6 separate regions of the Mus musculus genome follow, and all the other regions are linked to region 5. A link is a contact called in public ChIA-PET, HiChIP or PLAC-seq and Micro-C data. All regions are on one chromosome and are shown on one strand. Each heading gives the region's core, a stretch centred on a gene start, on an enhancer-like site or on the middle of the called end of the contact. The rest is flanking DNA. Distances are from core to core; before and after follow the strand shown.

Region 1 (4,500 bases), core at 915-3,414, 390 kb before region 5:
ACCCTATTTCTAATGAACTGACTAATGGTTAGCTTGCATTTAGTTTCAGGTATAAATTGATGTTAAGGCAAGTCAGCATGTGGACAGTTTATGTTGTTTTGATACTGGGTCTCACTCCATTGCCCTGGCTAGAACTCTACATAGACCAGGCTGGCCTCAATCTCATAGAGATCATAAAACACTGTGTGTTCCGGGCCTCTGTAAGGTACCAGAGGATGGAAAACAGAATAAAGACTGGGATAGTGATGAACTTTTAATGCCAGCCCTTGGGAGGCAGGAGCCTAAAACAGTTCTTCAGCAAATGCACCTATCCGGTACAGCACCCAGGTAAGAGGCCGGGGACTTCCCCACTAGTATAGAAGACAAAGAAGCAGAGACCCTTACAACACACAGTATTCTTCAAGGCTAGAGAAGGTTCATCCATGCTCAGCCCTTCTTTTCCTTTGCTCCCTACAGTACATATAATGATGGGTTCCCAGATATATCTACTCTCTATCACCAGCAACTTGTGATTATTGCTACCTTGCCTGGAAAATCACTGGGAATCTCCAGGTGGGATCCAGGACCTCCTTGTTTCAAATGCAATCACCAGGGCCCTTTGAGGGACAACTGAAAGCAAAGACCCAGAGAAGGTGTGGCAAGGAGACCTCATTTAGAGGAAAATACTGGCTCTGGAGATGACAGGCATGACCTACGAGTCCAGGAGGCCTCTAGGAGCTAAAAAGAGGCAAGAGCTCAACACTAGTTTCCAGAAGGGACAAGCCTCGTCAGCACCTGGACATCACCAGTGAAACACCTGCTGCAGACTCTGGTCCTTTAGAACTCTTAAGTTTATGTTGTTTCAAGGCAACAAAAATGTAGGCCATTGGTACAGGAACAACAGGAAGTCCATACATTCTCATCAAGTTTCACTTTGTACTGGCCCAGTACTGACGACTTCCTGAGCTTACAGTAGCACTCTGGGTCCAGACAGAGTGCATCTCAGTGTCTTCCTTCTAATGTAAACTTTTCCCTCTGTCCCCAGTGGTCCTGGACCTGGGTATTTCTTGCTTCATAGCCAAAGAAGACCTGGAACTCCTATCCCCCCCCCCCCACCCCCATGTACTGCTATGACAAGGGTACCCCACCATATCCAGTTTATTTGGTGCTGGAAATCAAACTCAAGGCTAGGCAAGCACTTTGACAACTAAGTTACATCCTCAACCCCTTTCACTTTTCTGCTTGTCCTTTCTATATATCCGCCCAACGGCATGAAGAAACTTTCTAAAACTGCAAATTAGACCTTGTAATTTCCATCTCAGACACTGAATTCCAAATTTCATGCAGTGGCTCATCCTCTTTGAGCTTTCTACACACACACTTTGTCTTCCCTGTCCCTCAGCAACTTAGGCTCAGGATCTTTCCCACTGCCTGGAAGCACTCTCCCTTCTACTGCCCTGACTTGGAGCACTTTTCACATCTCCAGTCGCAGGGACTCAGCCTTACATTGTTCTGTCTGGGGTAATGTACACCTGACCACTGAAACACCGGTGAATACAGCGACATATAAGTTGAGATGAAGGCCAGGGAGAACAAGAGCTTGTGTTGGCTCTGAGATCCGTCCCTACATTCATTTGCAAAAATACCGCATTTTGTTTTCAAGATGATAAAAACAGTGACTGCGAGTAGGATAGGGAATTGAGGACAAGTTCCGAAGTGACGCTCCGGCGTCCGAATGAGTTTAGGTCACCTCCCTGTTCAACGCGGGTCCCTATGCCTGTCATTCATTTGAAAGGACACGACTGTATGGCTGTTTTCAGGGTGACGGTAACAGTATCGGAATGCAAAGCAGGACGCTCAGGATAAGTTACTGCAGAGAACAGATTCCGAAGGAAGTGACACCCTGGTGCCCAGATGAATCTAGGTCTCCTTCCAGTCCTACTTTGGTATCCAAGCGGTGTGGGAGAGGGCGATGATGCTGGGCTCAAGAGCTTGCGGTCTCTCACCCCCTTCCGTGTGGCCGCCCAGGGTTCCGCCTATCGCCGCCGCTTCCGCAGCCCCGAGGCCCCGACGTGGCGCCTCCAACCCCGGGCTGACACTGGCAACGCAGCCAATGGTAGCGTTTGCGGGGCGGCGCGCGAGGCCTCCCGCCGCCAGAGGGCGCCGCCCCGAGCGTCGCGGGCTGGCAGCTGCGGTGGGTCGCCCAGGGAAGCTGCGAGACTGTGAGAGCTCTTGAGCCGGTGAACGCACATCCCGCTGTCGCCTCCGCACTCCGCGCCCCTCGGCTCCTGGGTGCCGCCCCGCAGGTGAGGGAAGGGGACGCGCGGGCGTCGCGGGCAGGGTCGCGCTCTTCCAATCGCGTGCGTGCGCCGCGTCGCTTCGTGAGCACGCGCGGCCGTTAACGGACTTCAGGCGGGGGAGGGGCGCGGACCCCCGAACCGGCTGCACGGGCTCCTCGGGAGTCGTAATCCGGGCACGCGCGGCGGCCCCTGCCACCTGGACTGCCTGGCCGACATCCACGCACTAGCTTTTGGTGGTTTAGCATTTCGTTATTCCTGGGTGCTGGGTGATCGCGGGGCGTCCGTGTTAGTAAGTGTCTCGGTTTGGGGACGCTCGCGACGCCAGCTGAGTGCGCGCTCGCCGGTGTCGGGTTCGCCCCTTGCGGGTGTTATGCGCGGCCCACCCCGCGTATGGGTGGCGACTGGCTTCCGGTGTTCGGCCGGGGTTCGGAGACTGTACGAGGGTTCTCGGTTTTCCTTTCCCCACCCTTAAAGAATGGAGACCTGTCAGTTCCCATTAGCGGGAATTTCCGGTTAGGGGTAGTCAGCGCAGGGGTGTGGTCAGGTTGGAAGGTCCTAGCTGGGCCCAAGGGGTGGTGCCTGCGCTCTGACTGGGTGAATTTATTCCGGGGTTGGGCGTTTTTTGGGTCCCCAGATGTTAAGGGATCAAAGAGGGTCATAGTGTTAGGTATTTAAGACCAAGAGGGTCTGGTGTAGACCTGCGCTGTCCGATGGTAATGTGGCCACTGGTAAAGTGGGGTGGTCGAGCACTGGAATGTGGCAAGAATTGAGATTCACTTTTGGTTTCAATTTGTTTGTTTGTTTGTATGTTTGTTTCGAGACAGAATTTCTCTGTTTAGCCTTGGCTGCCCTGGAACTTACTTTGTAGACCAGGCTGGACTTGAGCTTAGAGATCTGCTTTCCCCTACCTCCCGAATGCTGTGATTTAAAAGCCGTGCCACCACCGCCCCACTCCGGTTTCAGTTTTAAAGTCTGATTTGAAAGATTTCGTTTGGGAGGAAGAAAAAGAACGAAAAAGATCTCCTTGGTAAACTCCTATGCTTAAATCAGCCAGTGTTTAGCAAGCAGTGTGTTATATACTTGAGGTGATACCTGTTGTGGCTACGTTAGAATTAAAACAATCTGTCCAGTTTCTTTTTACTATTTTAGTATGGCCACTTCGTAATTTAAAATGGCACGTACCGCCGGTATCGTATTTCGATTGGACAATGCTCTACTGGACTGGGGGAGGGGCTGGGCGCTCTTGCCATCTGCTCTTTTCCTGCTTCTTTTGGAAGTAGCTGCTTTTCATGGAGGTCTTGAAGGAATCCAAGGCTCTCTTCACCTCCGTTGAAATGATGAGCAGAGCTGCACTGTGTGTGCGTGAGTGTATGTGTGGGTGTGGACTTGGTGTTGGTGTGGTGTTCTTCATCTTTGGACTAAATCAAGTGCATGGACAGTTTTCTCTATTGAAAAATTTCCCCTTTCTGCTCTGTTAGACCAGCAGGGTGCGCTACAGATGTGAATAAGGTTGAGTTATTGAGGTTGAAAATGTCAGTATTTGGAGTGGGGTATTATGCAAAGAACAGGTTGATCAGTGTCCTCAAGATGTACCAAAACACCCCTTCCCAGCTGTGTTCCTGTGACTTTTGGTTGGGGGTTATATTCTATATGCCTACAGGCTCTTGTCTTGTGGTTCCAAGATCTATTAGTAACAATGTTCATTTGCCAGCTGTAAGGTTTTACAGTTGTCAATATTGACTGATTTTTGAAACTGATTTGGGTGTATTCAATCCATTTGTAAATGACTGGTTGATAGTCAACTATAGAAATAGTTTGAGTAGCTAGTTAAGAAGGAGATAGAAATCAAAAACATCTTTAGACAGAATACCTCGGGAGGAAAGTTGCTTTCTAGATAATACCTTTGTGTGCTTTGTCTCAGCAAACCCACATTTTCTCCATGATCTTCAAGTGAAATGTGTTTACAGTGCCGGGTGTCAGCTGCGTGCTGTGGCCTCGGCCACTTAGAGTGAAATGGCAGGGTGCCTTGGAGCCCTGGAGTTCCCCAGCCTGGGCAGCGGTGAGGTCTCACCTCAAACAGCAAACAACAAAACAATTGGAACAAACTTCTGAGATATATAAAAATGAAGAAAAAGTGATTGGTGAGCGCTAGTTCTCCCTCCCTTCCTACACACACACACTCACACACACACACTCTTTTTGTTTTTTTGTTTTTTTTGTT
Region 2 (4,776 bases), core at 715-3,214, 500 kb after region 5:
CATACACAGCTCTGAATCCAGTTCTTCATGTAAGAGAAACTCGAGTGTTTGTCTCCCTGAGCCTCGCTCGTGTGCTCACCTATTTTCCTCCAAATGTTATGATTTTATTTTTTTTCTTCTGTGTACATGTGCCATGTTTTCTTATCCACCCATCAGATCTCCTGGTCCCTTGATGTCACCCTTTCTTCTCCACATTCCCCGTGCCATTCTGGTAGAACTGGCCTCCACTGACCCTCAGGATATTTCTCCCATGGGTCATGAGAACATGAGCCACCTCAGATCCCTCTGAAGACCTGGCATCCCATGGGACTTAGCAGAGACTCAGAACCGACCTGAGGCCTCTTGACTCACAAGTGTGCATTTGAACCAAGTCCTCAGGAGACTCACTTGTGGTCTGCCCTTGAGAAGCAGTGAGTCCTGAGGGCCCACATTGACTCCTTGGCCCAGCAGGACTCAGGATCTGCGCGTCCCTAACCAGCGGCTTCCATTCCCTTCACAGGCCTGGTGGGTAGGCGACAGCTTCTCTGCTGACCTCTGGAGAGTGTGCACCAACAGCACAAACTGTACCGAGATCAATGAGCTGACCGGCCCTGAAGCGTTTGAAGGTGAGTGTGGGTGGCTGGGGCATCACCATTCCCATATCCCCTCCCTCCTGAGACTTGGCAGACCCAGCCAGGTCAGGTCCATCTCAGCAGACCCAGGCCTATCTGCTTGCTCTCTGTCCCTGTATGTAATGCTGACTGAGCCCCAGAAACAGTCAGCAGTGGTGATAAACTGGACCCATCAAGACAGCTTGCTGAGTCCAGAAGCAGTGTTTTTGGGCCTCTGCTCTTGGTGTTCCATGCCTCCCTGTGGGAATTCCTGTATTACAGCTCTTTAAATCAGGAATCCGTGAACTACCAGCTAAATGCAGCCCAAGACCTGCTTTGGTGTGGCCCATGAACTAAGAATGCTTTTAACATTTTAAAAGAGTTGTAAAAAGAACAAAATCCTCAAAACAAAAAAAGGGGGAGAAGAAATAATAATAATAATAATGTGACCAGAAGCTTAAAGTAATTTATTGCCTGGCTCTTTCCTGTAAAAGAAAAAAAACAAAAACAAAAACAAAAACAAAAAAAACCTTGTGCCAGCTCCAACTTCTTCCACATGTAAATTTATTTCCTGAGTAAATGTACCTGCAGCATCAGTGGTAAACTGGTGTCACAAGCCGTGAAAACAGGAGGAAAGGCTAAATTAAAAGCCAAAGACCCTCAGTGAAGTCTAACCCAACTGACTCCCTCTGTCTCTGTTTGTCAGAGGCCATGACACACACGTGGACATCAGAGAGAACTGTGGGGGTTAGTTCTCCATGGCTCCAACTCAGGTTGTCCAGCATGGTTGTGGACGGTGGAGAAGCCTTAGCTAGTGAGATCTCTCTGGCCCATCCTCTCCTTACTGATTTTTTTGTGCTAAACAAAACCAAAATTTAAGCAACTCAAATGCAGTTGTAGCCCATGTAGCTGTGCAGGGAGTAGTTCTGAAACCCTGCAAGGATTCCCCAAGGCTGTGGAAGGGTGCACACCACCTCTGCACCGTAGTTTCTAGATGACTTACAACACCGAATACAATCTCTGCATGTTGTTTCATTGTGTGACCCGGTATGGTGCATGGCAGATTCAGATTTTGATTTCTGGAACTTTCTGGGTTCTCCCTTCAACTGACACACCTCAGAAATAGTTGTTGAGCCCAAGACTACAGGCACTGCTGCTATGGGGCCTGGCTGTCTTAGCAGGTATTATGAGGTGGTAGCCCTGCAAGCGAGCCCATTCCTGAGGCCTCCAGGAACCCTGAGACCACAGCAAGGTCACAGCCCTCCCCTGACTGACTTCCTGCTTTTGGTGGCCTGGCTGGGTTTCACCCACACGGACATCACGGCCACCAGCAGCACACTCAGCAGCTCATCGCCAAGGAACCTAGTCTAAAAGCACCGAGTCATTTCTTCTCACAAAACCAGTTTCTACAGTTGCTTCGTCACAGGATATGAATCACCTGGGGTACTTGCTAAAAATATATTATCTTGGCACCAACCCCAGAGGAATGGAGGCTGAGTGAGGAATCTGCATTTTAAATAAGCCTTCCTAGGTGGCTCCTTGGAAAATTTAATTACTAATGTTCAAAGCCACGGGGTCACAACGTTGGCTCACTTTGAAATTCCCTAGGAGACTTTAGAAGTGTTCTCCGTGCCTGGTGTTCCAGTTCATTTTGTCTCAGGAAAGTCTGGTAATATTTTTTAGAATATAGCCATCATTTACAAACATGGAAATGCATACTTCTTAAGGGCTCCTTGGTGCAATGAGTTTTGACAATTCTTTATAATCCTAGCAAACTACCACTGAAAGCAAAGCAGAGGACTTTCCTAACACCCCACAAGGTCCTTTGGCCCATTCCCCTCAACTCCTAGCCAGAGAGCCCCACCCCCCCAGCTTATTTACCCCTGATCCTGGACTTTGAGGAGTGATGTGTTCTGTTGGAGAGTACGTTTGTTTGCCATAAGGAAACAGGAAGCAGGACCAGGTGTTTTCTGTGGGGCCCAGATGTGCAGCTTAATGTGAGCGATACGATCCATTGCTGTTAACGCCTTACCCAGCCCTTATAATCAAAGCTCCCTCCAGCCATCAGGCAAACTAAAAAGGTTGAGACCTGGCTGTTGCTCTTTTCCCAAGCCAAATAGGTAGGAGCTGCAATCCAGAGCAGGGAGAGTCTTGGTTCTGGCTTCATCTTCTGTTTAAGTTGGTATTTGATCAACTGCCTAGCTGGAGGAGAAGAGCGAGGTAGCCTGGCACACTGCCAGGGTGGCCAGGTATGTTCAGTCTGTGGCCCACGGAGCACAGTGACTAGGAATGGGGCCCAACACAATGCTGTGGACTCACTTAAGACATGAGCTTACCCTGGTGTCAGATCTCAGTGTGAAGTTTATAGATGACAACCCTGTGTCACAGTGCCCAGTAGTTGGATGGACATGCTTGGCTGCAGACAGTCCTATAACCCTCTGTGTGAAGCCTTCATCTTCTGCCCACAGGTTATTCTGTGATGCAGGCGGTGCAGGCCACCATGATCCTCTCCACCATCCTCTCCTGCATCTCCTTCCTCATCTTTCTGCTCCAGCTCTTCCGCCTCAAGCAGGGAGAGAGGTTCGTCCTGACGTCCATCATCCAGCTCATGTCCTGTAAGTGAACCTGGAAGCCGCGTGTACTGCCTGTACACACATGAGACAGCCTGTGCTGCCTACACACACACACACACACACACACACACACACACACACACACACAGCCAGGAAGTGACTCTTTAGAGCATACATTATTCGAAAGGGGACAGTCTGCCAGAGCAAAGCCTGCCCTCCTTCTTTTCTTGGGCTCCTCTAGTGGAGGGCAAACAATAAATCAATTCCAAGTTCAGGCATGGCCTTCTGGCCAGGTGGCTCTCATCTCTGAGATCCATCTTTCCTCCTCCTCATCTCTTGCACACACTAAGGCCATGAAGTCTTGAGTTCCTTCTCCTTCACCACTTTGGACGGCATGTAGATTTATGGTTAACTCAGAACAGACAGACCATTAGCAGGTGACACACAGACTCCTTCCGGCAAAGTGAAGCTCTTCTCCTATAGCTTGTGCTGCACTTCTGCATTGTATCCCACCAAAATCACTGAAGGAGGGAAGTTGGGGAACACCCAGAAAGGAGAAGCTGGCACACACTCCATATGGAGGAGTTTGGATTTAGGGGGAAAGGGAAGGTGTCTGCAAAGCTTGAAGCCTGAGCTTGGGTACCATGTGTTGTCTGGGTGTGGAGTGGAAGGAACAGTTTGGCAGGCAAAAGTGCTGGGATGAAGAAGCAGAGCTGTGAGGGCCGGAATGAGGAGGGCAGACTGAACGGGCTCTCATAAGCCACGGAAAGGACTTGAGGTCTGTATCCTAAGCTGGTGGGAAGCCATTAACAAGTGTTAGGCCAGGTCCAGATTCTAGTGTGGCCTGCAATATTTCTGAACCCTGTCTTTGTTCCTGACAGGTCTGTGTGTCATGATCGGAGCTTCCATCTATACAGACCGGCGCCAAGACCTTCACCAACAGAACAGAAAACTCTATTACCTACTGCAAGAAGGCAGCTACGGCTACTCTTTCATCCTGGCCTGGGTGGCCTTTGCCTTCACTTTCATCAGCGGCCTCATGTACATGATCCTGAGGAAGCGTAAATAAGTGTCAGAAGTCTGACCACCCTCCCACAGGGTGGCATCCATGGTCACATAACCATTTTGTATATAATCATTTTTTGTGTTTTTTCTAGCAAACATATTGTTTCCTTTAAAAGCTTTTATGAAGAAGAAGAAGGAGAAGGAGAAGGAGAAGGAGAAGGAGAAGGAGAAGGAGAAGGAGAAGGAGAAGGAGAAGGAGAAGAAGAAGAAGAAGAAGAAGAAGAAGAAGAAGAAGAAGAAGAAGAAGAAGAAGAAAGAATAGAGACAGAGAAGGAGTTTCTGCATTCTTGGGATCACAAACCAGACCATGAAAGCTGGCATTCAGAATGCCTGCCTACCAAAAGTCTCAGCAAGGCCCAGCAAGCTCCACAGGATGCTTTTCAAGGGTGGCTCTGTGGTGTGGGTACGGCCAAAGGTGGGGAAAGCCAGTCTTTGGGAGCAGACTCTTTGTAGGAGTCTGCCCTTCCCTCTTCCCCTGCCCACTCCACTCTGACAGCCACAGGTGGAATGATGAGGGCCCAAATGTGGGACATCTATGCTCAGATATT
Region 3 (4,591 bases), core at 1,220-3,719, 370 kb after region 5:
CACTAGACAGAACCTGCACTGCTCCTGGCTACCACACCTTTCCTAAAGCTGGAACCCAGAGCACAGAACTGGGAATCTGAGTAAGTCTGTCTGTTATGAGGCAGGGTCTCACTTTGTAGCCATGGCTAGCCTTGAATGTAAAAGCTTCCTGCTCTGAAATGCTGAGATTACAAGCTTGTGTCACATGGCCTGGTGAGGGAATTCCAATTTCATGCTTGTCTGTACTCTAGAGATGAAGGAGCTAGCACAAGGGTCAATTCTGTAAGAGGCAAGCAGAAAATGTCTTCCGCTTTATGCACAAAACCAATAATAATGTATAGGTGCTTTTCTGACTAGAGAAGTGACCATGTGAATATGTAAATAGCACTCGTAGCTCACAGGAGATGGATCAAGGTACAGCTGCAGGGTTAGGACTTCCAGATACAGAAAGAGCTTTATGAGGGGCAGATGTAAAAGGCCCTGTGTTACATGACCGCCAGAATGTGCCGAGGTACACCGCCACCTTGGTCAGAATGCTCAGGGAGATGCCTCGCCTCAGCCAGGGGCTAGGCAGGGTCCAGACAGTCAGAGAGGCTGCTTTCCTGGTCTAAGAATCACCCTCTAAAGCCATCAGCAGCCCCTTTGACACACGGAGCAGCTCCCAGCTTAGCCCAGGCTCCCACCTGTGTATCTCCATCCTCCGCTAGGCCGTGGGCGAGGTGTGCACTGAACGTGCTTTTCCCAACGCCGCCTTTCCCAGACAGCACCAAGAGCTTGTGTCTCACCGTCTTCATCTTCTCTCTGATTTCCTCCACGGCTGCAGAGAAGTAGAGGAGGTGATGATGACCCCGCCTCAGTCCTACCCGTCCCTCTTCCAAAGTGCTCTTTAAGCTGTTTCTAAGGCTCTTTGTGAGATACCACTTCAGCAAACTAAAAATAAATGCTAGGAAGAAAATACGGTCACTACCAACCTGAAAAGATTGTCTTATTTATGCAGTAGCACATGCCCTCCGAGGAGAGAGTGGGGTGTTCAAAGCCCAGCTCCTCAACAGAACCCAGGAGGCATCTGCTAACATCTGCAGAAATTCTCTGGATGCCACAGGAGGGACTACTACTGGCATCTCGGATGATGGATGCTAAGTGTCTTAAGCACAGGTTAGGCCCAGTACAAGGGATGATCAACTCCAATGTCCCCAGGGCTGCAGATGGGAAACTCACAGGCTCTCAGAAGCAACCATCCCAGCAACGTACTGGGTTTCCAATGTCACGTCTTGTTTCAAATCTTTACAGACTACACTGTGGGGAGACTGGTCTTCACCATGAGGGCATTCTTGCTCAAGATCAGTTTTCAGGAGACTCAACAACCAAACCCAGCCTCTCTCTGAAAAGCCTTCCTTCCAGCTAGGCTTTCAGTCCTCCTCGCCCTGGAGATGGCCCCTCACAGTGCTGATCCCTGGTGAGTTTAACGTGCCTGCTCCTGCTTCCTCCCCACTTTGCTCTCAGTCCCCCATCTGTCTCTCCACTGAGATAATGAACATTCATGTCTGCTGAAAGATAGACTCCTTAACAGGAGGGTCCTTCTCTCTGCCACAGAGAGAGCAGAGCCTCTGTGACCTGTGATGGACATGTGCCAGGACTCAGGCCTGAAAGATCTCAGTATTTTTCCATTCTCCTCTCTGTGCTTGGCCTTGTGGATACTGAGGTAGCGGTTATTACTTAAGCCCTGTACCTGCCCGACATCACTTTTATCTATTCTATCCTTCTTTGAGGTCCTATTTACTGATTTTTTTTTTTTTTTTAATAAAGACAGGGTCTCATCTAAGCCCGGGGTTAGCCTCTTAAATGCTGAGATTACAAACATGTGCCAACACACTCGACCTAATGTTCGTTCGTTCATTCATTCATTCATTCACTGATTCATTCATTCACTCATACAGGGTCTCATCCTGTAGTCCAGGCTGGCTTTTAACTTGTAGCCATCCTCCTGCTTCTGCCCCTCAAGTTCCGGGGGAACAAGCCTGTGCCGCCAAGCTTATTTTAATGCCCCCTTCGGTTCCCTGTCTACCGCAGATCAGACTAAACCTCCATTTCCATCACTGTTTTTCCGCTATTTGATTTTTAAAACCTCCCTCTCGCTCAAGCTCCGCCTTCTACGCCCTCCCCCCAACCAATTAGAATACTGCCCACTAGCCGCTGCCATTCACCCTCAAGTCCCGCCCCTTCCACTTCCTGATCTGCCCGCCGCTTCCTCACCGGGATCCGGAGCAGCGCCGGCTCCGGATGCGCACAGCCTCTGGTTGGGGCATCCCTGGCACGAGGCTCCTCGGCCGGCCTGGGCGCTGTCGGCCCCGGGGCAGCCTGCGGGAAGACGAAGGCACAGTCAGAGTGGTTCGGTCCCAGCGGGACCACCCACACGTCCTGCGATAGCTCACCGTGGGGCGCCTCCTCCATGCTGCCGCTCTTGCCCGGGCTGCGCTCGCCGGAACCTCAGGGGCGTGTTTCCGCCTCGCAGGTCCAATCTGACCCCCCGGCCGCGGGAACTGTCTCGCCAGACCAGGACTGCGCACGCGCAAAACCGTGTGTGCAGTGGGTGGGATTCCTATGCCTCTTCCCGCTAAAACAGGGCGAGACTCAGAAATATATGATACCTGAGCAAATGAAGTGGCTCTAACGATTAAAGATTCTGTTGAGCCAGCCTGTATCCAAATCCCAGAACTCATAGGGAAAGCGAGGATGGACTCTTACACATAATGCAGGTTTTTGATTCTGTTTTTGTTTTTGTTGTTGTTTTGTTTTTTTAAGTATGGTTTTTGTCGCCAACGAACGTTATTCTCCGTGGCCTCAGTGTTGATGCAGTACTACTAATAAAAGTACAATCAATGTCAATATTTACTCAGTTTCAAATAATCTGCCCTACCCTAGATTCTGTTACAGGCTGGGATTGTGGCTCAATTGGTAGAGTGCTTGATCTATCATGCATGAGGTCCTATATTTAGTCCCCAGCACTGAAACAATACAGATCCAACAAAACACTTTGTCCGTCCCTCTCTATTTCTTCTCTGTTCTCCTCTCCTCTCTTCTGCTCAAGCTGATCTTGAATTAATGATTTTCTTGCCATGTTTGGCTAAGAGGGGAGACTTTATAAAGGGGTGTAGCTCAGTGGTAGAGTACCTGTCCAGCAAGTGAAAAGCCATAAATTCAATCGCCAGCAGTGTAAGTTCTCATTTGATCCTCCTGCCTCCGTCTTTCAGTTGCTGGGATTACAATGTGCACCACCAGCATTCCTGGGCTGACACCCCCGCCCTCTTAAAATTGCTGTGCTATTTAGAAAAATACTTTGTTTTGTGTTTTGTTGCTTCCCCTCAGATCTGTTCAGTGAAACCTCTTCAAACCCACTCCTGTGCCCCCACTGGGAGCTTTCCCTAGCTTTCTCTCACTTCTGCAGGTCCCCACTGTCCTTGCTGCTACCATTTCTCCTGTATGTGTCTGTGAGTGTTTAGACAAATGGCCTGTCTGTGTCTGTGGAGCAGTGTTTAGACTCCATGAAGACATCCTGTCCATGGTCACAGCCATGGGAGCTTGGCTGCATGCAACTTTGGCACAAGATGGTGGTGGTTGTTACTGTTTTCATTGAACGATTCTAAATATTTTTCATTTATTTTTGAGATTATAATTACATCATTTCTCCCTTCATTTTCCTTCCCCCAAACCTTACCACCTCTCCTTGCTGTTTATCAAATTCATGGACTTTTTTTTTTTCATTGTTATTGTGACAGGGCCCCAGACCTTAGCACAACTGACTCCATGATGGAAGTGCCATTCAGGCTGTAACACTCAGCACATAGACAGCAGCACCTGCCAAAATGAAAACAAAGACCTAATCCACCAAAGTCCATGACTCTGGGAAAGTCTCTAACTGTACTAACCTCTCTTTTTTGCTTCTGTAGAGCTGATTCTGGCTATCTGTTCTTGTTACTGAAGTAGGTTAACCCAGAACATGGTTTTTGTGCCTAAAAGTTTATTCCAAGAAAGGCTCAGTGCTCCACTGGGATACTGAATAGCAAAATCTTCCCATTAGCTTAAACCCATGTCTGAACAGTCATCTCTGATGAATACCCCACAACATTATTACATATGCTACATATTACATTTAAAAACATACACACACACATACACACATACAATCTGTTCACTCTGTATAAAAGATACTTGTATATCTATTTTTAAAGGTGACCATTCCGTTGGTGTGCTCTTCCATGGGGAGGACTATTCTTCCAGTCTCAGCATTCCTGTAGAATGCTATAGTTCTTTGGGTGAGGTCGAGGCTGCCTCTGTCCACTTTGACATGTGTACTGGCATCGACCTTATTCAGCTCTTGTGTAGGCAATCATGTTGGTGAGACTGAGTGTAGACTCTGACATTAGTAGGAGGCATTGTGGGATAACAGACCTGAAAGGGTTTTGCAGTGAGTGCTGGTGAGTGGGGCCAAGAATTCTTGCAATGTTGCAAGAATCAAAATATACAACAGACCTCATGCAAAAGATTAATGGGGAGGGAGACATGAAAGGTCATATCTGAGCAGGGTTGGAGAGAGGAAGAGGAAAAGGGAGAG
Region 4 (4,591 bases), core at 296-2,795, 470 kb before region 5:
GGAAAGTAAGATAAAAGGACTGGAGTTCAGGGCCAGCCTGGGCTTCATTTGTCTCTGCTTAACCAACCAACCAACCAGCCAACCAACCGACCAAAACCTAACTAACCAACCACAAAAAGAAGAAAAAAAGAGCTAGTTTGAAGCCTTGCTTTAAAAAGTAATTGACAAAGCCGGGCATTGGTGGTGCTGGCCTTTAATCCCAGCACTTGGAAGGCAGAGGCAGGTGGATTTCTGAGTTCGAGGCCAACCTGGTCTACAGAGTGAGTTCCAGGACAGCCATGGCTATACAGAGAAACCCTGTCTCGAAAAACCAAAAAACCCAACAAAACAAAAACAAAACAAACAAAAAATTATTGACAACTTTGTCTATTACCTCTCTCGTTAGGCCAAATTCTCACTTTTTATTATACAAATGTTTAAAGTCAGCATTCCAATTTAGATATCTTAGATCCAGATTTAAAAAAAAAAAAAACTCGTTGTTTGAACATTTTGAATATGTTACTCTGTAATTTCCAAGTAGGTTAGTTGCATTCTGTCTAGACTCTTTTCAGAGCAAGTAAAATTAAGAGTATACTTTTCTTTGTCTTGGTCTCCATGGGTGAATTACAGGAGCATTTAACAGGTATTTAGAACAGGTATTCCTACTTCGTGCAGTAAAAAATAAAGGTGAATTTTATTTTTTCTTGCTTGTCACTTACCCCACAATTACTAAAATGCAACTTGAAAGTGTGAGATGCCCTCATTATTAAAGGACTGTAAGAATAGCTGACAGATGCGGCCTTTCAAAAGAACAGCACTTTACCTAATGGCAGCTAAGGAACTGGAAGCACCAAAATAGCCACTATTAGGTACCGCTGGGTACACTAAAAAATATGGCAATCCCGATTAATTTGTAAATCTCCTGGCAGGGAGGATGAAAGGACGAAAAAACATTTTAGGTGCGGGCTTTTAATGACTAGTCAAACATAACATGAGTCACTGAAATTTTCCAGTTAAGGATCCTTTTGCCGGACATCCTTGGACCTTTATGAGCCACACGCAGTTTCAGCTGTAACATCTCATGGTTTTACTGCCTCTTCCAAAAATGAATACATAAAAGGAAAGACGCCTCCCGCCGGCTTTGAAATGTAGGGCAAACTCTGGCTGCGGGTGGAGAGAAAGAGAATAAGGTATATAGACTGGGAGACAGAAAAGGCGCCGAAAAGGGAGAAGAAAAAAAAATTCCTCTAGGTTAGGCCTGCGGACCGGGTGTTCTCACAGGCTAGGGTGGATCGTCGCCTCGTGCGGAAGGGCTCGGCCCACCGTCTTGCCCTAGCCGAGTAGAGCCTACCCCTACCCCCACCCTGCGACAGATGGGCCACCAGACTTCTGCCTCCTCGCGCTGCCTGCCGGGAGTTCCAGCCGCTTCCGGTGACGCTTGAGCGCTGAACTCCGACTCCCGTCAGCCCCCGAGAAAACCGCACCGGGTCTTCGCGGGTACTGTCGGGACTTGTAGTTTAGCTATCGGCCGCGCTTCGTAGGCGGAAACGCGGGCGGACACAGACGGGAACTACCGAGGCGAAGGTACGGGTGGTAGCGAGAGGTCAATTCTCTCCAAACGTGGGGTTGGCGGTGAGGCCGGCGGCGGTAGTTGGGGTTGGGTGGGAGGAGATCCTTTCGCACACACGAGGAGGGTTGAGCCGCTGTCGACCTGGTCTCGAGTGTACTGTCTGGACTGTAGCTGCTGCCCAGGACGCCGGCGAGTGAGTCATTGACTGTCAGCTCCCCAGTCTTGCCGTCCTCCCCGGGTCAGCGCGGCCTGCTCCTCCCCGGTCGGCCGCCCCCGCCTCCATTTCCCGCCCTCTCTTCACCACACACACGGCCCCCCCGATCATGGATCCTAGCAGCGGCGGTGGCGGCGGTGGCGGCGGCGGCGGGAGCAGCAGCAGCAGCGACTCTGCGCCCGACTGCTGGGACCAGACGGATATGGAGGCCCCCGGGCCCGGGCCTTGCGGCGGCGGCGGGAGCGGCAGCGGCTCCATGGCCGCGGTGGCCGAGGCCCAGCGTGAGAACCTCAGCGCGGCTTTCAGCCGGCAACTCAACGTCAACGCCAAGCCTTTCGTCCCCAACGTCCACGCCGCTGAATTCGTGCCGTCCTTCCTGCGGGGTCCGGCCCAGCCGCCGCTATCCCCAGCTGGCGCAGCCGGAGGCGACCACGGAGCAGGCAGCGGCGCGGGAGGCCCTTCGGGTAAGTTGCCGGGCTGGATATCCCCAAGGCACGGGCGGCGGCCTGGGGCCGGAGTTCCGCGGTGGGCTGGGTGGAGAGGACGGGAGGCCGGCCGGCCCGCACGTGGGGCGCTGACAGCGGCGCCGGCTGGTCTGGGTGGGGCGCCTCCAGTCTGGGAGCTGCTTGGCTTGGGGCGCCTGGGCCAGGAGGAGCAGAGACCAGGGGACCCGGGGGCGATTGCCCCGCCGCGGAAGGCCGCACGCGGTTCACCCCTAGGCATAGGAACTGTATGGGACCCTGCCAGCCCTGGGCCAGTCAGTGCCACGAGGCCCAGAAGTGGGGACTGATAGGGCTTGAAGTCCGGCAGGAGGAGGGTGTGAAAGTCTAGGGTTTGGGGGACAGGACTTGTCTCTTCGCTGGCCCAGAGAGCTGCTCCTACTGTAGTTTCTACGTTTGGAACTGTAATTGCGTTTTAAGTATCGGTGGCACTAAAGCGACCTGAAGGAATCCCAAGATGCATTGCAGGCTTGTGATCCGCCAGAAACTGTTGGCTGTCAATACAAAGACCTTTTTTCACCCTTAACATTTTGAATACTTGAAAAGTTTTTTAAATGTCACAAGGATTCCTCAGTACTAACATGTGGTAGTAAACCTCATTGATTTATGTGCGGTTTTAAGCGGGATTTAAGACTTTTTCTGAATGGCGTGTAGACTTTTAATTGTTTTAAAAGTATGGCCCTTATAAGGGTTGCTTATAAAAGCTTAGTTTGCGTTCGTGTATTAGTCTAGTCTGTTACTTAAATACTTCTGATAACTTAATATTTGTCACATAAAGTAGCTACTAAATACACTTTCTGTCGTTTCAAACTGCAGTCTTTAAACACCTTTTTACAAACGGGCTGTATGTTTGGTAGCCTGCTTTCAGGTACAGATTTTGTAGCAATGCTGTTGAGTGAACTTAAGTATTGCCTTCATGCTGATGCTTTTTTTTTAAATTAGGTATTTATTTCATTTACATTTCCAATGCTATCCCAAAAGTCCCCCACACGCTCCCCCACCCATGACGATGCTTTTTTGAGTAAATATGGTATTGTCCTAAAGAAAAAAAGAAAGAAAGAAAGAAACGGGAAGGGAAAAGGCCGAGACTTTGATTATTTAGCAGGGACATTGGTGGGGCAGATAATTTGAGCTTATTTCAAGTGAGAGTATGTTTTAAGTTCTGGACTTAGGCCTGGTGTGGTGGTACACTAACTAGTTAATGCCTATAGAGTCCCAGAACTCTGGAGGCTGAGGTAGGAGAATGCTTGGAAAAAGCAGAGAAAACAAATGGCATTATCACCTCGCTGCCCTCCCAGGTGAGGTTGCAACCCTGGAACTCAGGAAGTGAGGGCAGCAAGATCTTTAGGTGAAGGCTACCGGGACTGTCTGGCAAATAATAAGTAAGTAAGTAAATAAATAAATAAATAAATACGTTCTTGGAATTTAGTTTCTTGGGAAACGTGCTTCACTTTGCTTTTTAGAAGTGAGAGGGTGTTGGACTGTTCAGGGAAATGCTTTTGTGAGGAGCTGGGTCTGTATTAGAGTGGGTTTTGGGGGGCAGTGAGCTTTGGGGCTTTTATTGTGCAGGAAGGAGGGATGCTGCCCTCCTTCAAACCTGGGGATTTGACTTTTATTGACTGGCATTTCTTTTATTTGTGTGTGGTTGATATTTTTCTTTTCAAACAAGGAAATTCATTCAACTTTTAATTCTTTTAGACATTAATCTACTTGTTAGCTTCCTTACAAATTGCTGGAAGTACTTGTTTCTACCTTATTTTAGAGCTTCCACATCTCCAGCCATTGTCTTTCTTGGCTCTCCTTCATCTGGAACTACCAGCTTTGAATAGACTGGAGACTGCATTTACAGGCACTGATCAGATTTTAACAGGGATAATCATCCACAGGGCCATGGTTTGGAGTGGTCACTTTGAGTGTCTAGGCATTTTGTTTTGTGCAGGAGTTTTTCTTTATCTATTACTTGCTAATTTGTGGTTTTACTAAGTGTAGGAATATGTTTGTCAGAAAGTTTCTAAATTATAGTATGTGTGAACTTTTTTTTATAATCAAAAATGGTCTTACTGCATCAATTGTTTCTAGAAAAATTTTTATATATATTTTATTTTATATTATTTTTCCCTTCCTAGACAGGATCTCACTATGTATCTCTAGCTGTCCTAGAACTCAAACTCCCAAGAGATCTACTGGACTGTCTCTTGAATTCTGGGATTAAGGGTGTGTGCCACCATCACCCAGTTTAAATTTTGTTGTGTGATTGAAACAGTTGAGAAATTGAAGTCAGCATGGGCTAGAGTAAGAACCCATACCCAATGAGAAGGAAGAATAATA
Region 5 (4,117 bases), core at 505-3,004:
TTTTAGAAACTGAAACCAAGTTGTCCAAAGACAGCTTGACTTGCCCTGTACTTTAGATGGAAGGAAGGCAATCAGATCCCTGGCATATATACTAAAGACTGCATCACTGGAATGTGATGGATGGGAGAGGGCTAGCCAGGGGCAGGGCGAGAGGACACACCCTCTGACTGAGGAGGAGGGGAGATTTCCTGAGAGCAGGCAGAGGTGGAGGCCTGGAGTCCTCTATTTATAGGGTTCTTCTGAAAAGGTCTGCCAAGAGCTTGGCAGGGAGGCAGGCCTGCAGGAGCCAGCCCAGCCTTGTCACCCACCTCAGCACCAATAAGCCTGCCAAGTCCCAAGGGGATACTGTACCCCAAGAGGTTTTCCTCACTTTGCCTGGGCTGGAAGCACAGTTTGGGGATGGAGTTCACCAACCCCAGTACTACTAAAATAGGCTGGTACAAGGCCCTGTGTTTAGTCCCCAGCACTGCAAACAAGCATCCGTGATGCTTGCCAGACCAGAAAGACCTGAAGGCCAGTCTAGGCTGAGACGCGCTAGAGGGAGGCAGTGCTACAAACCCAGCCTTTATCGCCCACCAAGGGTTAGACTGACCATGGCTGCACCACAACCACAGCCACACAAATTCAAGCACCACAAGATAAGTTTGGTTGTGCTTAGGATGAAATATGGCGCTCTGTGCTCTGTCTGGGGAGACCAGGACTTGGCCTCAGAGCTTCAGAGGAGCCGCCTGACAGCTAACAGAGAAACCTGTAGAGGGCAGTGTGCGTCACTGTGAGCACAGGGAAGCCTGCACGCGAACCTCATCCGCCTTCATTCATAAACATCGTCAGCCAGGCACCCACTCCTGGCCTTTCAGGACAAACTGAATCACGAAACCACACAGTGTCCTAATGATAGGTCTGACTGCCTGGATCCTAAGCCAAGGTGTGCTCGGGGCCCCTTGTACAGGCAGATGCTTGCTGGAGTCTTGACCAAAAGTTTGGGGATTACAGCTTTTTTTGGAATCACAGCCCCGCCCGGGGCCTCAGTTTCTCCGGCTGCCCACGTAGTAAGAGTGCAGAGAGTGAGTCCAGGCCCCTGGGAACCCAGCCCAACCCCGCCCGGTTTCCGAGGAACTAGGCCGGGAGCGGGGGCGCCCCTCCCGCACCGCCTTAGGCTTCCTTTGAAGCCTCTGCGGTCAGGCCACCGCTTCCTGGGAAGCCCAAGCCAAGGCCAGGCCGAATGGCCAACGGGAGGGGCCCGCACGCGGCTCTGGAGGAGGGCGGCGGCCCCACAGGTCTCTAGGACTAGCTAGCCGGGTTCCAAGAAGGGTCGAGATTGCCAAGGCCTTCGGGTCCTGGGCAGGAAGGACCCTGGCAGGGAGGAGCTGCTTGGGGAGCACAGGGTCCAGGCGAGGCGGAGCCCTAACCAGAAGAATGCAGACACCCGGAGGGGAGGAGGCGTGTCAGCCCCGCGCTAGCATCCCACACGGCGGGCTGCGATTTGGGGCGAAGGTAGAGCAAAAGAGCGGGCACCAAGTCCTAAGCACCCCAGGCACGGAACACAAGATTCCGGTTGGAGCCGGAACCCCAGAGGTCCCAATGTGGGAAGGTGCGAGGCGAAACCAAGTTAGAGGAACCGTCTCCAGGGAGAGCCTCAGGAGTCTAGAGAGAACCCGAAAGACTTGCCGGAAAGAGAAACCGAAAGCGGGGGTGGGCTGGACCTGTGGGCGGGGCCTGCCTGGTTTAAGAGCCTGATGCAGGGGCGGGCAGCAGCAGAGAGAACTGCGGCCGTGGCAGCGGCACGGCTCCCAGCCCCGGAGCATGCGCGACAGCCGCCCCGGAGCCCCCAGCCGCGGCTCCCCGCGTCCTGCCGCCAGGTGAGCCAAGGCAGCTGCGAGGGAGCAGGCGGGAGGGGATGGGAGGTGATGGGAGCAGAGCCCGGCAGGACTAACCTCGCAGACTGTATGGCAGGGTCGAGGATGCCACGCCTCTGGCGCCCCCCCACCCCCGCCCCGGCTCCCCCAGGAGGCCCCTCGCTCGAGCGGGGCGCCGTCAGCCCCTCCTCTCCGGCCCTGAGCCCTGATCCTCCGCCCGGGTTCCAGTCCCCGGCGTGGCCAGTAGGCGGCAGCCGCGAGGCGACTAGCCACCAGCGGGGACGGCCGGGAGTCGGGCCCCTCTCCACGCCCCCTTCTCCACGCGCGCGGGGAGGCAGGGCTCCACCGCCAGTCTGGAAGGGTTCCGCATACAGGAACGGCCTACTTCGCAGATGAGCCCACCGAGGCTCAAGCTCCGGGCGGATTCTGCGTGCCGCTCTCGCTCCTTGGGGTCTGTTGGCCGGCCTGTGCCACCCGGACGCCCGGCTCACTGCCTCTGTCTCCCCCATCAGCGCAGCCCCGGACGCTATGGCCCACCCCTCCAGCTGGCCCCTCGAGTAGGATGGTAGCACGCAACCAGGTGGCAGCCGACAATGCGATCTCCCCGGCAGCAGAGCCCCGACGGCGGTCAGAGCCCTCCTCGTCCTCGTCTTCGTCCTCGCCAGCGGCCCCCGTGCGTCCCCGGCCCTGCCCGGCGGTCCCAGCCCCAGCCCCTGGCGACACTCACTTCCGCACCTTCCGCTCCCACTCCGATTACCGGCGCATCACGCGGACCAGCGCGCTCCTGGACGCCTGCGGCTTCTATTGGGGACCCCTGAGCGTGCACGGGGCGCACGAGCGGCTGCGTGCCGAGCCCGTGGGCACCTTCTTGGTGCGCGACAGTCGCCAACGGAACTGCTTCTTCGCGCTCAGCGTGAAGATGGCTTCGGGCCCCACGAGCATCCGCGTGCACTTCCAGGCCGGCCGCTTCCACTTGGACGGCAGCCGCGAGACCTTCGACTGCCTTTTCGAGCTGCTGGAGCACTACGTGGCGGCGCCGCGCCGCATGTTGGGGGCCCCGCTGCGCCAGCGCCGCGTGCGGCCGCTGCAGGAGCTGTGTCGCCAGCGCATCGTGGCCGCCGTGGGTCGCGAGAACCTGGCGCGCATCCCTCTTAACCCGGTACTCCGTGACTACCTGAGTTCCTTCCCCTTCCAGATCTGACCGGCTGCCGCTGTGCCGCAGCATTAAGTGGGGGCGCCTTATTATTTCTTATTATTAATTATTATTATTTTTCTGGAACCACGTGGGAGCCCTCCCCGCCTGGGTCGGAGGGAGTGGTTGTGGAGGGTGAGATGCCTCCCACTTCTGGCTGGAGACCTCATCCCACCTCTCAGGGGTGGGGGTGCTCCCCTCCTGGTGCTCCCTCCGGGTCCCCCCTGGTTGTAGCAGCTTGTGTCTGGGGCCAGGACCTGAATTCCACTCCTACCTCTCCATGTTTACATATTCCCAGTATCTTTGCACAAACCAGGGGTCGGGGAGGGTCTCTGGCTTCATTTTTCTGCTGTGCAGAATATCCTATTTTATATTTTTACAGCCAGTTTAGGTAATAAACTTTATTATGAAAGTTTTTTTTTAAAAGAAACAAAGATTCCTAGAGCGTATGCTTTGGCCAAACGTCCTGGGTTGGGAGTGGGGTATACAGACTGACTTTTCTTGAAGTCTTCGGGATGCTGGGGGGAGGGGGGAGGGTCGGACATCATATACATCTCCACCCACAGTGATGGGGACCAAACTTCCAGGCTAGTTGTGGTTTATGACTGGGAAGATGGCCGCTCCTGAGTATCCGTGCCTGGTCTCTGGTATTTCTGTGATGGGATCCTACAGGGACAGCCCCTGACACTGAGTACTGTGTTGCCCCCAGTATACAGAGGAGAAAACTGAGAGACGGGTAATTGACGACAGACCATTCCTGGACTGGAGAGGTGGGCCTTTTAACTGTCCATCCTGCATCAATTTGAAATGGATGACAGAGAGGAAACTTCTTTGCTTCTCTGACCACAACTACTTCCAGGAAGAGGGTGGGGCAGAGAGGCCAGGGCTCCCCGAGTTTTTGGAAGGAGTGGTGGTTCTGCAAGCCATCAAGCATTTCAGAGGGATGATGGGCCATGCTGGCTTGACTTTTCCCTCCTCTCCCCACTCTGCCTTGTGTACTTTTTTGGAGCCAGAAAGCTGCTTTGTGGTCTGTGGTGGCAGGGGCCTGGGTGCTGCTGGTGGCTTGGGC
Region 6 (4,527 bases), core at 1,013-3,512, 280 kb before region 5:
CAAAGCTATGCCATTACATCCACCTTACTCCTCTCTACTTGCCTTGATCATCCCATTCTGCTTATGAGGAAACTGAGGCACAGGGTCAGACCACAGACCATCCCACGTACCCTGTTCGGGAGCAGCTGCAGTGACAACTTTTAGGTGAGCACTGGTCAATGTGGGTCTGGGCACACCACAGCCAGTTCAGTCTGCAATGCTGAGAATTGCTGGGCCTGGTTTCTCAAGGCCCAGACCAATGGGTAACTGGTCCTAGAACACACTGGTCTCAAAATGACATACAGTGTGGTGACCTCTGGGCAGAGGTCTCCTAAAATTCACACTCTCCTTTAGGTCTTCCTTGGAAAGGCGTCTGTTATCCCTACCTCTTCATGGGATCCCAAAGCTAACCTTTCACCCCACCCAGAAGGCAACAAGGCAGGCCAGGTTCTCACCACTCTTATCCACAGCAGGCTGTTCTTAATGTCTTGCCTTTTTCTCTGTAACTTCTTGTACCTCAGGGCACAAAGCCTGGCCTGGACCCATGTCACAAATAGCCTCTTCTCTGGGGACATCCTCTGCCTACTCATCACTTAACTGGGCACATCACCAGTGCTATTGTACTCAGCTGGGCACCACTCTGCCACTCCATCCAAAGCTTCCACCTCCCAGGGCCTCCAAGGCAGTGAGAAATACTGCCCTGCTTTCAGGGCCAACTAACATCCAGGGGCTTCCTGCACTGCTCCATCCTCCAGCAAGGCCACCTTCCAAGTGTCCTCTTCAGGGGACCCCAGACCAGAAGTATTTCCTGCTCAGGGTTCTGCTTGGTCAAACCCCAAAGGCACCATCACCGAGGGCTTCTGCCATCCAAGAGCTTAGATGGAGGACCAACAGCAACAGGAAAGAAAAGGGAACATCTATCATGGCTGTGCCCATTGTCCTCTCCCCTCCCCTTCCTCCTCCAGAAGAGAAATCTGCTCCAGATGCCACCCTACTCCCAGTTCTTATGCCAGGAAAGGAAACTAAGACTAAGAAGTTTGGGAACTGCCCGAGGTGAGCTGCAATCTCATAGTCCAAGCCTGAATTCTGCCCCCACTCGTCAGGGTCCCATCTGGCCATACAACTCTGGCGGTGATATAATAGTCGATGCTGAAAAGTTCCTTGATGCCACACTTTTGAGCTCCAACATCTCATGTGGATCTCTCCAAAACTTCTGCATCAAAACAATCCTAGAACCGAATGACTGCTCTTCCTACTTGACAAATAATCTGTAGCTTAGAGAAGTTAACTCGGTCCCCAAGGTCACACAGTTTAAAAAGTGGAGGTGCAGATACCCAGGAAGCCCCGATCCTAAATAACCGATTTCAAACCTGATTCTAAAACGTCATATGTCTGACCTGTCTTCTTTCTCCTGAAAGCTGAGCACAATGAGTCTGTGTTTGACCCCTCCTTAGGAGATAGTCTAGGTGACCTGGGTCGAGAGGACTGGACACTAATGACAAGCGTCCCAGCAGCTCCCGCGTGCTGAGCGCGGGCGGTGTGCAGGCGCGGTGCCAGGCGACGCCGCGTCTCTCCCACTCTATCGAAGGAGCAAGGCGAGGCGCTAGGGAAGTAGGGGCCTGTTCAGGGGGCGACAGCTGAGGAGGAAACGACAGCTGAAGACAAATCAAGTCCGCCTGACCCCAGTTTTTTTCCCTGGGGGGGGGGTCCCAGAGACCCATTCAAGCCCACGCCGCGCAATCACTGCCGACCCGACCTGGGACCAAACGCTGCGGCTCAGCCTCAGTCTCCCCACCAATGAAACGAGCGCCAGATTTTCCCTGGGCCCCCGTTCCCCTCGATCCCATCTTGACCACGCTGGGGCGCTGCCAGGAACCCCGTCAATGCGGAGTGAGTGTTCCGGGCAGCCCGGAGGATCCGCGCAGGACATAGAACCGTGGGTCACGGAGAGGGGCAGATGCCCAGCCAAGCAGCCTCCGCCCCCCGCTACCTCCTTTGTCCCAATCCCGCGGCGGAGGACAAAGAGCCCCCGCCCGCGCGCGGCATCTGCCGCGCCGACCCGCCAGCGCCGCACCCCGATCCATCCGGCGCGTCCCTTCCCCCTACCCGCCTGCTCTGCCCATCCCTGCTGACCATGTCGCGGCCCGCAGTCCTGTGCAATTAGCCAGCAGCAGCCCCGCCGCCCCGGCTCCGCCTGCGCGCCAGCCGGGTCGGCCGCGGAGCCCTCGCCAGACGCCAGAGCCCGATCAGCAGGGGGCGAGGTGCTTGGGCTCCGCCCTGATTGGGGGCGGGGCGCTCTGGTGCGACCAACTGGAGATCGCGCTGGGACGGCGGGGCGGAGCGGAGCGGGCTGGGTGGAGTCACGTGCGCTCTGGGCCCGGAGGCGCACAATGGGCAGAGGGAGTGTAAGCAAGGGGGTGGGTAGTGTTTCTCAGCTGGCGGCTCCCGGAGCTGGGGCAGAGAAGGCGGGAGGCCAGGCTTCCTTGAGCGCTTATTGGGTGCCGGCAGTACTGGGCCTGCGCCTGGCGTCCTCTTTCTTCGAGGGTCAACCCAACGACAGAGGGGAAACTGAGGCGCACAGCGGTAAGAGTGTGATACACCGCCCGGAGATTACAGGCAGAGACGAATGATTTTCTTTCCTTTTCTCATCTTTTCTTTTCTCTTCTTTTCTTCCTTCCTTTTTTCCCCTTCAATTCCATCATTATCCTTTCATCTATCCACCCTTCTGCACTGATCATGTATCTTGCTGCGCCCTTGAGCCACTAGCCAGACAAACCAGGTCCTGTCCTCAGGGATGCGGACTCAATAACCTCTTAGTTAAGCCTTCACCAAGTGCCGTACTCTGTTCAGTCCACTCAACAACATCAAAAGAACGCCAAATAAAAACATACCGACCCATTTGACATGAGGAACTCAACACTCCAGAAGACTTAAAATACTCTGATGTGCTGTCCTGGAGGCAGGATTTGAAGCTAGACACAACTGGCTAGGAACACAAAGGTGCTAATTGGTGTACTGACTGCCCCCCAAAAAGAGTCTGAGAGAGGATGGGACACTCCGTGATGGCCACCAGGAACTCCACAAAGAGTTTGAAGACCTCTGAGGCCCAAGGTACTTGGGAAGCCAGGAAGAAATAACTTGGTTGGGGCAGATAAGACTGGGATATCCCCCTGGGAGCTGGGAAGCTAGGGACTGCTAACTTTCTTAAGGTCCTGCACACAAGCTGAAGTGTGGGAACTCCCTCACTTCACCTCAGCAGAGTGATTCCCCTCCATACCTCTCATCCTTTGGCCCATGTCATTTCTTTTATCTTAAACGTTCTTCCACACCATCTTTCAGATCTCAGCTTCACACCCTTGCTCTCTTTCCCAGTCAATGGACTTTCATGTCCATTGGGAAATCGTGTTTTCTAAGGGCATCTCATTAGCTTTCAGTCTCCGTTTCAGGACTAAGACTGAATCGTTCACTGGTGAGCCTACAGAACAGTCAGTACACAGTAGGCTCTTTATAAGATATAATGAATGAATAGTAAGATGGCAAGGCTGTCTCTGCTGCTGAAGGACTGGGCTGAGGAAGTAAGCTGGCTTTGGTGTAGAGAGGCAGAAGGAAGCAGGGCTCTGGGCCAGCTGCCGTAGAGCCTAGAGCCTGATGGCTCTGAACAGCTCCTGTTCACAGACCTGCCCATCGCTGTGCGTCCTCAGAGCTCCTGCCTCTCATTAGTGGTCTAGGCCTGGAATAGGTAGGTCCAGAACTCCAGAGCTGGGGCTGGCAGGGAGATAAACACGAGCAGGTATATATATGACTGAGGGGAGGACGTGGGGAGAGGTGAGCAGCATACCACAGAAATGACTTCAAATCTAGCCTTGCCTACTGGAGGGCTAACCTAACCTCTGTGTCTCACTTTTCCTCATCTGAAAAATGGGGTCATCAGCAAACAAACCTCATGGAACTGGGAACCCATCAAGTAATGGGCACAGGGGAAGGACGCCTACCTGCTCACTGGTTACCTTACTAACATGGGTAAGTTTAGAGAAGACTCAGATCACCACATTTGGATTTTGGCCGGTGACTTCACCTCTCTGAGCCTCAGCTCCTCGGCTTCATGGTGGGTCTCCTGCATCCCACTGTTGGAGATGGTGAGAAAGGCAGTGACTGGCAGAAACCCAGATAGCTCTGTTACCTCGCTGGTGCTAACAATAATAGACAGGACTAATTTCAAAAGTGGCAGGCTAATAGAACACTTGTCTAGCATGCAAGAGGACCGGGTTTCATCCCCAGGACTGCATAGAGAGGACACAGCAGCACACATCTATAATCTCAGTATTTGGGAGATAGAGTCAGAATCAGGAACTCAAAGGTCTTCCTTATCTACATTTTGAGTTTGAGGCCTGCCTGGGCTACATAAGTGCCAGTCTGGCACTTAGAATGAATTGATTACTTTACTAAACACTGCATATTCCCAAACCCAACCCCTAATGTACAGATGAGGACACTGGAGTACAAACAAGTATATGCCTCAAAGTCACCCAAGAGAGTGTCACAATGCAA

What was found. Hi-C and Micro-C count contacts between places; a contact is called where the count stands out from the background. ChIA-PET counts read pairs in DNA pulled down with a chosen protein or histone mark. HiChIP or PLAC-seq counts read pairs in DNA pulled down with a chosen protein or histone mark.
Region 1: a Micro-C map of embryonic stem cells shows a contact between it and region 5, with 2.6 times the contacts expected there. The contact joins the promoter of Zc3h7a here to the promoter of Socs1 in region 5. A contact is called at or near these places in 3 of 39 promoter capture datasets (liver, neutrophils and pre-B cells), 9 of 484 Hi-C or Micro-C datasets (CD4 T cells, the HL-1 cell line, embryonic stem cells and 4 more), 2 of 115 datasets of contacts at active chromatin or transcription factors (memory CD8 T cells and regulatory T cells) and 2 of 9 other capture datasets (adipose tissue and liver).
Region 2: an H3K27ac HiChIP or PLAC-seq map of bone marrow-derived dendritic cells shows a contact between it and region 5, with 4 times the contacts expected there. The contact joins the enhancer-like site here to the promoter of Socs1 in region 5. A contact is called at or near these places in 8 of 39 promoter capture datasets (the C10 cell line, the HPC-7 cell line, cranial neural crest and 3 more), 1 of 15 datasets of contacts at CTCF or cohesin (embryonic stem cells), 4 of 484 Hi-C or Micro-C datasets (B cells, embryonic stem cells and pro-B cells), 2 of 115 datasets of contacts at active chromatin or transcription factors (bone marrow-derived dendritic cells and pancreatic cancer cells) and 1 of 9 other capture datasets (macrophages).
Region 3: a Micro-C map of embryonic stem cells shows a contact between it and region 5, with 3 times the contacts expected there. The contact joins the promoter of Nubp1 here to the promoter of Socs1 in region 5. A contact is called at or near these places in 5 of 39 promoter capture datasets (the C10 cell line, cranial neural crest, embryonic stem cells and 2 more), 1 of 15 datasets of contacts at CTCF or cohesin (embryonic stem cells), 9 of 484 Hi-C or Micro-C datasets (B cells, cerebellum, embryonic stem cells and 3 more), 7 of 115 datasets of contacts at active chromatin or transcription factors (astrocytes, bone marrow-derived dendritic cells, cardiomyocytes and 1 more) and 3 of 9 other capture datasets (embryonic stem cells, liver and pancreatic islet).
Region 4: an HNF4G HiChIP or PLAC-seq map of pancreatic cancer cells shows a contact between it and region 5. The contact joins the promoter of Gspt1 here to the promoter of Socs1 in region 5. A contact is called at or near these places in 3 of 39 promoter capture datasets (cranial neural crest, maxillary cranial neural crest and pre-B cells), 4 of 484 Hi-C or Micro-C datasets (embryonic stem cells, muscle stem cells and uterus), 3 of 115 datasets of contacts at active chromatin or transcription factors (memory CD8 T cells, microglia and pancreatic cancer cells) and 2 of 9 other capture datasets (adipose tissue and liver).
Region 6: an RNA polymerase II ChIA-PET map of memory CD8 T cells shows a contact between it and region 5, with 47 read pairs. The contact joins the promoter of Snn here to the promoter of Socs1 in region 5. A contact is called at or near these places in 18 of 39 promoter capture datasets (the 3T3-L1 cell line, 3T3-L1-derived adipocytes, the SN4741 cell line and 11 more), 8 of 484 Hi-C or Micro-C datasets (CD4 T cells, CD8 T cells, Sertoli cells and 4 more), 2 of 115 datasets of contacts at active chromatin or transcription factors (memory CD8 T cells and pancreatic cancer cells) and 4 of 9 other capture datasets (adipose tissue, liver, macrophages and 1 more).

What each region holds. Positions count from the first base shown.
Region 1 is chr16:11,174,005-11,178,504 of GRCm38.p6, reverse strand. Zc3h7a (zinc finger CCCH type containing 7 A) reads left to right here and starts at 2,164. Exons shown (of 23, transcript NM_145931.3): 1 at 2,164-2,285. 4930509G22Rik (RIKEN cDNA 4930509G22 gene) reads right to left here and starts at 329. Exons shown (of 4, transcript NR_151506.1): 1 at 1-329.
Region 2 is chr16:10,283,884-10,288,659 of GRCm38.p6, reverse strand. It overlaps Emp2 (epithelial membrane protein 2), which reads left to right. Exons shown (of 5, transcript NM_007929.2): 3 at 500-605; 4 at 3,059-3,205; 5 at 4,045-4,776. The coding sequence ends at 4,232. Among named protein-coding and RNA genes, the nearest start is that of Emp2, 28 kb to the left of the region's middle. Within about 2 kb of position 1,964, at least 118 of the 459 cell types and tissues checked have an H3K27ac peak or open chromatin away from gene starts, as enhancers often do. A contact at or near this core is called in bone marrow-derived dendritic cells and pancreatic cancer cells, where this site is marked.
Region 3 is chr16:10,409,816-10,414,406 of GRCm38.p6, reverse strand. Nubp1 (nucleotide binding protein 1) reads right to left here and starts at 2,469. Exons shown (of 11, transcript NM_011955.2): 1 at 2,412-2,469; 2 at 2,233-2,337; 3 at 663-796. The coding sequence starts at 2,430.
Region 4 is chr16:11,251,279-11,255,869 of GRCm38.p6, reverse strand. It overlaps Gspt1 (G1 to S phase transition 1), which reads left to right and starts at 1,545. Exons shown (of 15, transcript NM_146066.2): 1 at 1,545-2,227. The coding sequence starts at 1,873. LOC115488671 reads left to right here and starts at 2,234. Exons shown (of 2, transcript XM_030249388.1): 1 at 2,234-3,645. It overlaps Mir1945 (microRNA 1945), which reads left to right and starts at 1,425; the gene lies at 1,425-1,502.
Region 5 is chr16:10,783,173-10,787,289 of GRCm38.p6, reverse strand. It overlaps Socs1 (suppressor of cytokine signaling 1), which reads left to right and starts at 1,754. Exons shown (of 2, transcript NM_009896.2): 1 at 1,754-1,859; 2 at 2,369-3,482. The coding sequence starts at 2,419. The coding sequence ends at 3,057.
Region 6 is chr16:11,064,033-11,068,559 of GRCm38.p6, reverse strand. Snn (stannin) reads right to left here and starts at 2,262. Exons shown (of 2, transcript NM_009223.3): 1 at 2,113-2,262. Gm9861 (a long non-coding RNA gene) reads left to right here and starts at 2,292. Exons shown (of 2, transcript XR_003951968.1): 1 at 2,292-2,562.